Regions from separate parts of the Sus scrofa genome. Here region 1 is linked to region 2. Evidence: chromatin contacts called from public promoter capture Hi-C data. All regions are on one chromosome and are shown on one strand. The core of a region is the stretch at or near the end of the contact, and the rest is flanking DNA. Distances in the headings are between cores, read along the strand shown.

Evidence for each region. Promoter capture Hi-C pulls out the DNA fragments that hold promoters and counts their contacts.
Region 1: a contact with region 2 is called in a promoter capture Hi-C map of fetal liver, with 4 times the contacts expected there. The contact joins the promoter of DCUN1D1 here to the promoter of ATP11B in region 2. A contact is called at or near these places in 2 of 5 promoter capture datasets (fetal liver and liver) and 3 of 47 Hi-C or Micro-C datasets (fetal liver, heart right ventricle and liver).

The regions. Positions count from the first base shown.
Region 1 is chr13:120,948,140-120,953,054 of Sscrofa11.1, forward strand. DCUN1D1 (DCN1-like protein 1) reads right to left here and starts at 2,686. Exons shown (of 7, transcript XM_003358695.4): 1 at 2,372-2,686. The coding sequence starts at 2,374.
Region 2 is chr13:120,724,605-120,729,449 of Sscrofa11.1, forward strand. It overlaps ATP11B (probable phospholipid-transporting ATPase IF), which reads left to right and starts at 3,029. Exons shown (of 31, transcript XM_021069876.1): 1 at 3,029-3,370. The coding sequence starts at 3,344.

The DNA.
Region 1 (4,915 bases), core at 1,436-3,935, 220 kb after region 2:
AAAAGGGAAGAGGAGTAAATGAGATATCTCTGAGGCTGTTTCACATCTAAAAATTCTATGATGTGGTAAGTCTATAGAAATTTGGTAGCTTACACAGTCTACACAATTCTCACACATCTAACAAAAATCATTAAAAAATCAAAATTTTTCCCTGAATGAAACTTTAGAAATCATCAAATCCTGTCCTCTTACAAATAAGAAAACAAGTCAGAAATCTTGAACACTTTGAAAAAGATTTTCAGGAGTAACAGAATATTGTCTAGTTTCGAAGTTATTTTTAGTCCTTCTATATATGTGTCAGATAGGTTAAATACACATTTTTTTTCCTTACACAAAATATTTTACATCATTTAAGCTTGCCCCAGAACTGACAATATAACACGTGGTCTAGAAAGGGGCTGCATTACACAAACGGAAAAACATTAGCCCAAAAATTGTATCAAGAAATAATTATAAGTAAAATAAATTTACAATGAACAACTTAACTAGAAAGTTCTTACGGCCTAACTTTTATTAGGGCCCACAGAGATTTAGCTTCCAAACTAACAAAAGCACATCAAGACAATTCTAGTGACAACATCTGAGTTCAGCCACAGAAAGTGTTTTATATTTGTGTTATCTTGTCATTACTGGTATAATTAAATGAGTTATGGCTAAGTTCCAAAACTTGTTACTTTAATATTAATAAAAAGACAGAAGCTTACAAACTCCAATCCAAGCTGAACTCTCATATGAACCACATGAATTCTGAATCGTCGTGAACAGGTAATGTGTGTATTGTAGACCTTGAATTCTACAGGATGGTGCTGATTGGAGACTACTATGAACAGAACACATTTCAGTGCTCTCCCAGAGTGTTTACCAGGGAATTACATTTCATTACTTCAAGCTTACTACTTAACTACACGCCAAGAGTCTGGAAACTTTAGGAGTAATGTCTATGACCCTCAAAACGCTTAAGAAATTGGAAACTGTTCAGCCACCCAGGTGGATCTTTGAACATCGCAACATTAATCTAAACATTAACTTGCACTTTACAGCAGTTTTCTTGCAAACACAAATGGTAAATTTTCATGAAATTTACCAGAGAACGTAAGTCCTGAGTACAAAGCAAACTAAACCACATGTCCATATATGACACCACAATTCTGCCAAGTTGGAGGCGAGACTAGATAAGCGTCATTCAGCAAAAATAAGATCAACTAAAAACAAAGACACTGGGGCATTCCCTTAACACAGACACACACACACACCCTCGTCAAAGAGGCCTTTATGTTCCCCCTGAGCAAAAGGACAACAATATCATTTTTACTGTCTATTCATACAGTATCCTACATGGAATTCCACTCATGCTCAGATATAATGCTAAACATCGCTTCTCAAAAACTAAAGTCCAAGAGTCAGGTACACAATTACCAAAATGTAAACAGATAACTTAAATACCACGTCTTTAAGCTTGTTAGACATTTTCCAAACAAAAAAGAAAAAAAAAGGAGAGGGAAATAACTTGACAAACTGTTTTTTAAAAATCACAAATGGTCTTTAACTGGTATAATAAAGGAATTACTCCTCCCACCCCAAGTACATAAAATACGTGCTCAAAAGGTAGCAAGTCTGCTTCTCCTAATTTTATAAAATAAGAACAGGTTGCACTTCCGTACCCCCCCTCCCCCCACGTCCCCCAGCTCCGCGGTCTCCCATGGTCTCAGCAGAGACGTAAATATAACCTTCACCAACTAGCCAGTGAAACTCCCATTTTCCAAAAGCATGGGACGCGCTGAGAGGTGATGGAGAAAGGAAGAGGGCTGTTACCCCGCCCCAAGCAAAACTGCCTGGAGACTTGAAGGGTGTTGAAGCCGGAGCGGAGGAGGGAGAAGAGCGCCGGGAAAGTCTTCTCCTTCTCCCCGGCGGGGCGGAGGGGGAAGCCCCGGCTCCGGGGCGGGGGGGAGGCTCCTCAGCCGGAACCCCGGACCCCGGTCCCCCGCCAGACACAATGGAGCCAGCGAGGGGGCCGGGCAGGGGCAGGGCCGTTGCCCCATCCCCTCCCCCCGCCCCAACGCCTCCCCTCGCCGCGCCGGGCCCCGGGCGAGGGGCACTGGGGGCCGCTCCCCGCGCCCTAAACTCTCCGGGGCTCCCGACTAGGCCCGGCTCCGCTCCGCCTCCTCGGCTCTCGCGTAGCGGCGGCGCCCGGGCGGGAAGGGGCGAAGGAGGAAGGGAGAGGCGGGGAGGAGAGCCCTGCCGGGGAGCGGGACGGAGGCCGCGGGCCGAGGCTCGGGGCGGCGGGGTCGCCACGGGGCGGAGGGCGGCTGGGGCGGGGGTGCGCGGCTGCGCCGGCCGCCAGCCGGCGGGGCGGGCGGCCGCAGTGCCTCACCATGTTGGTGTCCTCCAGGCCTCTCCCCTCCTCCTCCGACTCCGCAGCGAATGGACGGCGGCGGCGGCGGCGGCTCCTCTCACGGGCTTGCCGGGCTCCCGCTCATGCGCAGTGCGGGGCAGCCCCGGCGCGGCCCGAGGAGGCAGCCCCGGGCCTCCGGGAGGCGGAGGGACTGGGGCGGGCAGCGGACGACCCGCGCGGGGCTTCCCCCGGGCGCGGGGTCCCCCCTCCCCGGCGGGGGGCGCGGCGGGGCAGGAGGGCGACGCACGCGCTGCGCGCGCGGACATCCTCCCGCCGCGCCAGGCGGTCTCTAATGGGGTGGGAGGCCGGGGGACACCACCTCCGCTTCCTACGCGCTCTTTCCTCCGTCCGACGGCCAGGGCTGGGTATGCACGGGCGGGAGGAGGGGAAGAGCGATGGCCCATAACTTGAGCAACTGGGGACGACTGGAAGGGCCAGGACTGAGGCGCTAGATCCATGCCAAACCTCCCCTCAACATCAATACCACCCCCCCAAAAAAGGAAGAGTGAAAACACCTCCACCCCAATGTTTTTTTTCTCTCCACCCTCCCTCCAACTCCATCGTTCCAGTATGGACTTCATCAGGTCGCCCACGCGGACATGCCATGGGCGACCTTAGTCTAGCCATGTGGGAGCCGTAATGCCCTTTAGTATGGCACAGGCTCTTCCCAGACCTATGTCCACAGGAAGACCAGTGGGATGGTCCTAGGGTACCAGGTGAGGAGGACTGAGGATTCAGGGCCCCATGCCTGCCACCATTGGCACCTAAATATCCACTTAGTTAAACCTTCCTAGGATAAGTTTTGGGAAGTAAACTTTTCTTTTTAAAACCAAGGGTTGATGTGAGGCTTGACCTAATCTTCTAAGTCTGGTGAGGCTGAGGATACCAGTATTCTCTGCTGGGGGTCAGTGGACAAGTATGTGCTGCAGGGAGTATAAAAGACTCTTTGGAATAGTCCCTGCCCTTAAGACATAATTGGAGAGATGAGACACTTTCACGCACGAGGGAAGGAAATAAGAAAATAGATAATAAAGCAAACATCAGAAAAGCAGATCTAACATTGAGCGAAAAGATCTATGTGTTTCAGAACAGAACCAACCTGAGTGGAAGTGGTATCACCCTCACCTGTTATCACCCCAATACTGGCATAAGCTGCCAGATCAACTCTATAACTTCACAGCTTTAAAATTCTTATGAAAGCCACAGACCTTCTTTGGCAATCCCTGGGGACCTCCTAACCCTTCCTGGAGCAGCCATGTATCAGGAGCTCCCAGGACTCTACCAAGACAGACCCCTGGCCACCACTAACCACACAGCCATTCTTTTCACCAGCCTTCAGTGTGCTTATACTAATGTACCAATCTCCTTGCTAGGCTCTGGGTAAACAGCTCAGTCAGAATAAGACAGATACGCCTCATGCAGCAAGCCTGAAGCTGGACCATATCCCTGGATGTTCTCCAGGTATTCACCTAGCATTTGACCTGAAAGATCAACTAACATCTATGGTCTAAAGGAAGAGGATTCTCGATATCTCTTTCCCCGCACTGTCATACCTCATTGACGTAATAGCTCATGGGTCTACAACTCAAGCTCTTTTTCCTAATTGCCAACTCCAGTAAACAGTTCTTAGTTCTTATTCTACTTGCCCTTGCTTCTGCATTTGAACATTTATTTCCTCCTTAAATTTCCTTTCCATCATTTTCCATGATTCCACTTTCTTCTACATTTCTTCCTTCGTCTGTGACCACTTCCCTCTGCTGGTTTAGCTCTCTTTGGCTCTTAAATGGTGGCCTTTCCAGAACTATCCCTGAATCTCTTCCTGTATACAAGTTGTGTCATGTTCTCACTCACATTCCCACAATGTCAACTACTACCTGTATTTTGAAGAGTCCTAAATCTTGACTTCTACACATTAATTTTGGTTACTCCACAGGCCTGTCAGTCTTGACAAATCCAAAACCTTATTCCCAAACCTGCTTTCCTCCTGTCTTTTTACCAGATCTTCCAAGCGAGGAAGGCTAAGAGTCATTCCCGATTCCTTCTATTTCATCCCTCTAAGTGTAATCGCTCACTAAATGTTTTTTTGGTTTAACACATAGCCTCTTTTCTTTTTTGGCCACCGTGGGGCATATGGAGAGTTCCTTAGCCAGAGATCAGATCTGAGCCGCAGTTCCAAACTATACTGCCGCTGTGGCAATGCTGGATCCTAAACCCACTGTGCCAGGCCAGGGATCAAACCTGCTTCCCAGCACTCCAGCGACACCTCTGATCCTGTTGTGCCACAGCAGGAACTCCCTCAATAGCTTCTTAACTAATTTTCTGGCCTCTACTCTTTCCCACTGCTCCAGAGTTCTCTTTCTATAACACAAACCTGAATTTCATCCTTAAAATTCTCCTTGGTCTCCATAAATGTGAGCCTCTTTGGTATGGCATATAAAGCTCTAGCCTCATAACCTCTATACTCATCTTGGCATTTCCCACTACCTTCCCCACAAGCGCACCTCTTATTTCAATTTTAACAAT
Region 2 (4,845 bases), core at 1,779-4,278:
ACTCTGGAAACTACTTTTTGAGCATAATGATTTATAATCTACTAGATTTATTATTTTGAGAAAGTAGAAAGCTACCCTTAAAAAAATGAGAGCAGGAGTTCCTGCTGTGGTACAGTGGGTTAAGAGTCTGACTGCAGTGTCTCAGGTCACTGGGGAGGCTGGGTTTAATCCCCAGCCCTGCACAGTGGGTTAAAGGATCTGGAGTTCCTACAGCTGTGGCTCAGATTCAATTTCTGGTCCGGCAACTTCCATATGCCACAGGTGAGGCCATAGAAATAGATTTTAAAAATAAATGAATAATTAAAATGAGAGCAGATTCCAGGGCCCATCTGATGCCTCCATCAATGTAAAAATAAGGCAACAGGTTGGCAAGGCTCACCGTCCTCAAATCAGACTGAACGTTTCTGAAAGGCACACAACAAACTGTCCTGAGTCTAAAGGATGGTAGATCTTAATGCATAGCTTAGGATCTACTGAAATCATTCAGTATACCTTGTTTTATATCACTTTGATATTCCTGAACTACATAAAACAAGAGCTAGAATTTTGAACTTCACAAGCACATAGTCTATGCTTTCTACTGATGGTCCAAGATGTTTTTTTTCTCTCTTTTTTTTTTTCCTGTCTTTTTGCCATTTCTTGGGCCACTCCCGCGGCATATGGAGGTTCCCAGGCTAGGGGTCGAATCAGAGCTGTAGCTGCCAGCCCACGCCAGAGCCACAGCAACGCAGGATCCAAGCCGCGTCCTTGACCCACACCACAGCTCAGGGCAACGCCGGATCCCCAACCCACTGAGCAAGGCCAGGGATCGAACCCGAAACCTCATGGTTCCTAGTCGGATTCGTTAACCACTGCACCACGATGGGAACTCCAGTATAGTTCTTAATTTCAAACTACCTTGGACTGTTACTTAACTTGCAGATTCCTCTCTGCAACTTCTCTTTCTAACTAGATTATAAACTCTCCCTAGAGAGAAGGGGCTCATCTTAAAAGCTGCATTTGTGGAGTTCCCCTTGTGGCGCAGTGGTTAACAAATCTGACTAGGAACTATGAGGTTATGGATTTGATCCCTGGCCTCCCTCAGTAGGTTAAGGATCTGGCGTTGCTGTGAGCTGTGGTGTAGGCTGGCAGCAACAACTCCAATTAGACCCCTAGCCTGGGAACCTCCATGTGCCGTGGGTGTGCCCCTGGAAAGACAGAAAAACAAAAAAAATTCAAAGGACTGATGGAATTAGACCATGCAAGACCTTATTGCAAGACCTTATTACAGGACCTTGAACACATAAATGATCCATGAATGGTAGTAATGTTTTATCACTATTACAGAAAAGTAAATGTATCTCAGATTTCTTTTTAGGGTTATAAAGCAAGTTTCAGTCATAAGAACAAAAACAAGATTACTTTTTATCTAGCTAAATTTGGTAAGTTGGGTTACTTATAATGTAAAATTCTTTTTTTTGTTTCTTTTTTTTTTTCTGCCATTTCTTGGGCCCCTCTGCGGCATATGGAGGTTCCCAGGCTAGGGGTCTAATCGGAGCTGTAGCTGCCAGCCTATGCCAGAGCCACAGCAACTCGGGATCCGAGCCGCGTCTGCAACCTACACCACAGCTCACGGCAACGCCGGATCGTTAACCCACTGAGCAAGGGCAGGGACCGAACCCACAACCTCATGGTTCCCAGTCGGATTCGTTAACCACTGCGCCACGACGGGAACTCCATAATGTAAAATTCTAATTCTGATTTTACAGATCATAAATACCCTTAAGGAAAGGCTCTATTTGTGGTGCTAGATAATCATTATATAATAAAGAATGTCTACTGAAACCAAAAGACTTGCCCAGCTCTGCTAATCTTTAGATTTCTGTTTTTGCTTAATGCAATTAAAAAAAACAAAAACAAAAACAAAACTCTCATGTGTTGAATGGTGAAGTGTGGTTTTTTTGTTTCTGTTTTTGTTTTTGTTTGTCTTTTTAGGGCTGCACCCGAAGCAAATGGAGATTCCCAGGCTAGGGGTCCAAACGAAGCTACAGCTGCCAGCCTACACCACAGCCACAGCAACTCCAGGATCTGAGCCACCTCTGGGACCTATACCACAGCTCAGGGCAGCCGGATCCTTAACCACTGAGCAATGCCGGGAATCGAACCTGCGGTCTCAGGTATGCTAGTCAGCTTTGTTTCAGCTGAGCTGTGATGGGAACTCCCCCAAAGTGTGTTTTAATTCAGCAAAATGCTGCACACACTAGGCATACAGTAACACTCAAGTTGTATAGGAGCCTGCTTTTGAACAAAGCCAGACCTGGAGCTTCATTTCAACCTTCTAGGTCAAGGCCTTGCTCCAGCTGCTTCCTACTGCTATTTAGCCACACCCTTATCTTACCTAGGTCTTGCTACTTATGGGGTGTTTTTGATTGCAGGAGTTTGGCAATTAACAGTAAACAACTACCTTCCCTCAGAAAGTATTTTTCTCCCTAATCTATTCAATTTGGCACTTGCAAGACAGAATATCTCGTCCATTGTCTGGGAAACACTGGTCCTACACTGGGCCAGGCACAAAGAAGTTGCATCTCCTTTCAAAATCACTTAAAGGTGATCACTGTTCCTCTAGCCCCAGTTCAGTCGTTTGCTAAAAAGAGCTGCATAGAGGCAAAGACTTTGGTAATTTAACTGAACCGCAACTGAAGACCTCCGGGGATTAACTTTCAGTCGCTACACTCCAGATTGCGCGTATGCGCATTGGGCGACTGGGGGAAGCAAAGAAGGCAGAAACAGACCTGCAACAGGAGGTAGAAACGTAGCAGTCAGCCAGAACCGCCCGTTTGGTAGACTGACACTCAGATGCGACTTAATCCTACCCTTGAAATAAGGGGGTGGGGGGCAGAGCTCCAACTCCGCTTCGGAACCCCGCCCTCTCCGCCAGCCCCGCCCATGCAGCCGAGCCCCGCTCCCTGACGGCTGCGAGGCGCGCCGGGCCCCTCGGTTCGCGCAATCCCTTTCGTCACATCCGGGGCGGGCCGGGGCGCCGGGGGCGGGCCCGGGTGGGGCCCGGGGCCGGGGGTGGGGTTGTGGCGGTGCTTCGGGTGACAACGGTCAATAATGAAGGTGGCTGCGGCTCGGCAGCAGGCTCGGCTGCGCCGGGTGGGGGCGGCGCCGGGGCCGCGCCTGTAGGACCTCGGGGCCGGCACGGCAAGATGCGGCCCCGGCGCGGGGAGTGAGGTGGTGGCGGCGGCGTCGAGCGGAACTTCAGCCAGAGGGGCTCTACTACTTCCCCCTCTGGCTCGTCGGCCTCCACTTGCAGCACCTCGGACCCCCAGTCCCGCGGGACCGGGAAGGCGACGGCGGGGGCATGTGGCGCTGGATTCGACAGCAGTTGGTAGGTGCCTCTGTCCCTCAGCTCCCGGACGCTCGATCCTGCTCGGCCTCTCGGGCCCGGGTGGCGGGGACGGGCCGGCGGCGCGGGCTCCCGGCTAGGCCGCGGCGGAGGCGGGCGCGGGTCCCGGAGCCGGCGAAGCCGCGCGCAGCCCCGGCACGCGTCTTGCCTCCGAGCCCGGGCTGCCGAGGCTGAGGCGGGAGGCGGCTGCTTGCTGCCCGCACTTCTCGGTTACTACCTCCTCCTCGCCTTTTATGGGCGGCTGCGGCCAGAAGCGGGGCCGGGGGTGGTCGGCGACCTCCTGAGGAACTAGGGCGAGGGAACGGAAAGAGAGTAGGTCTTGGGGAGAGAAAAGAGGTTTGTGTTTCCTGCCTCTAGCAATTTGGGACGCGTTTGAGTGGAGGGGAAGGACTTGTCTTCAGCCCCTTCTCACTGTTTTCAAGGTTGCCTAAAGGAGGGTAGCTTATCTAGTCTAACCACTCTCAACGAAAATGTTACCCAACGTCTGGGTGAGGGAAAGAAAGAATTTTCCAACACCCTGTCTAGTTTAGAAGATAAGTACGGTAGTTATGAAGGACTGTTTTCCTTTATACCTTGTCCTCACCCAACCCCAAGTGAAACTTGGAAGGCAAACCTTACTTTTTTCCGTTCTCCTCCAGGCGGTTTGGAGAAGACCGGTTGGGAACCAGTGCTTAACTTTTCAGTTTTATGGAACATTTGTAGAAAAATAGACTCTTAGAAAAGGGTGATTTAAGGCATATAAAAAGTGCCACCTTTCTCAGAATTAATTCACAGAGAAAAATTTCTTGCCTCCTGGCAACTACAGCCCTCAAAATACAGCAGTAAGGCATCAGTGACAATTAGGACAGAAATTGCTCCTGGCTGAAGAAGCCTAGCCTTGTCTCCATGTTGAGGTCTGTTACTGGTTGATGCTTAATTTCTAAATCGCATTAGTAATTAAATGCTTCTACGATCGGTGTTCTCATTTACTAATTCAAAAGGCAGTGAGGCAAAAATGATTTTCATGGGACTGTAAAGATTTTGTGGGACTAAAGCATTGATACCTCTATTTGCCTGCTCCAGAACATTTTTACGTTTAGACTAATGTATGCGGTTTCAGAGCCAGCCTTGTGTTAATTCATTTTGCTGTGGGAATCATTCTCCAAAAAAATCTTATAAATAAAACTACTGTTGCCTGCCACTCCCTCAGACAAATGCTAGCTCTCTATTTTTAGGTAATTGTGAATTCAGATATATGCCTTATTAGGAAACCAAGCTAATGATGCCATTATAATACCATATTGTTGTAATACTTCAGCTTCTTTGCAGTAAGCCACAGCTGGGTAACTTGACTCTCAGATGTTAATTATTATGGGTCTGATCTCATGCTTTTGGTTTTCCCATCTTCATGTGTGGAAGGCTTGTTTGATATTTTTGCGTGCTAGGAAGATCTTTTTTTTTTTTTTTTTTTTTTTGTC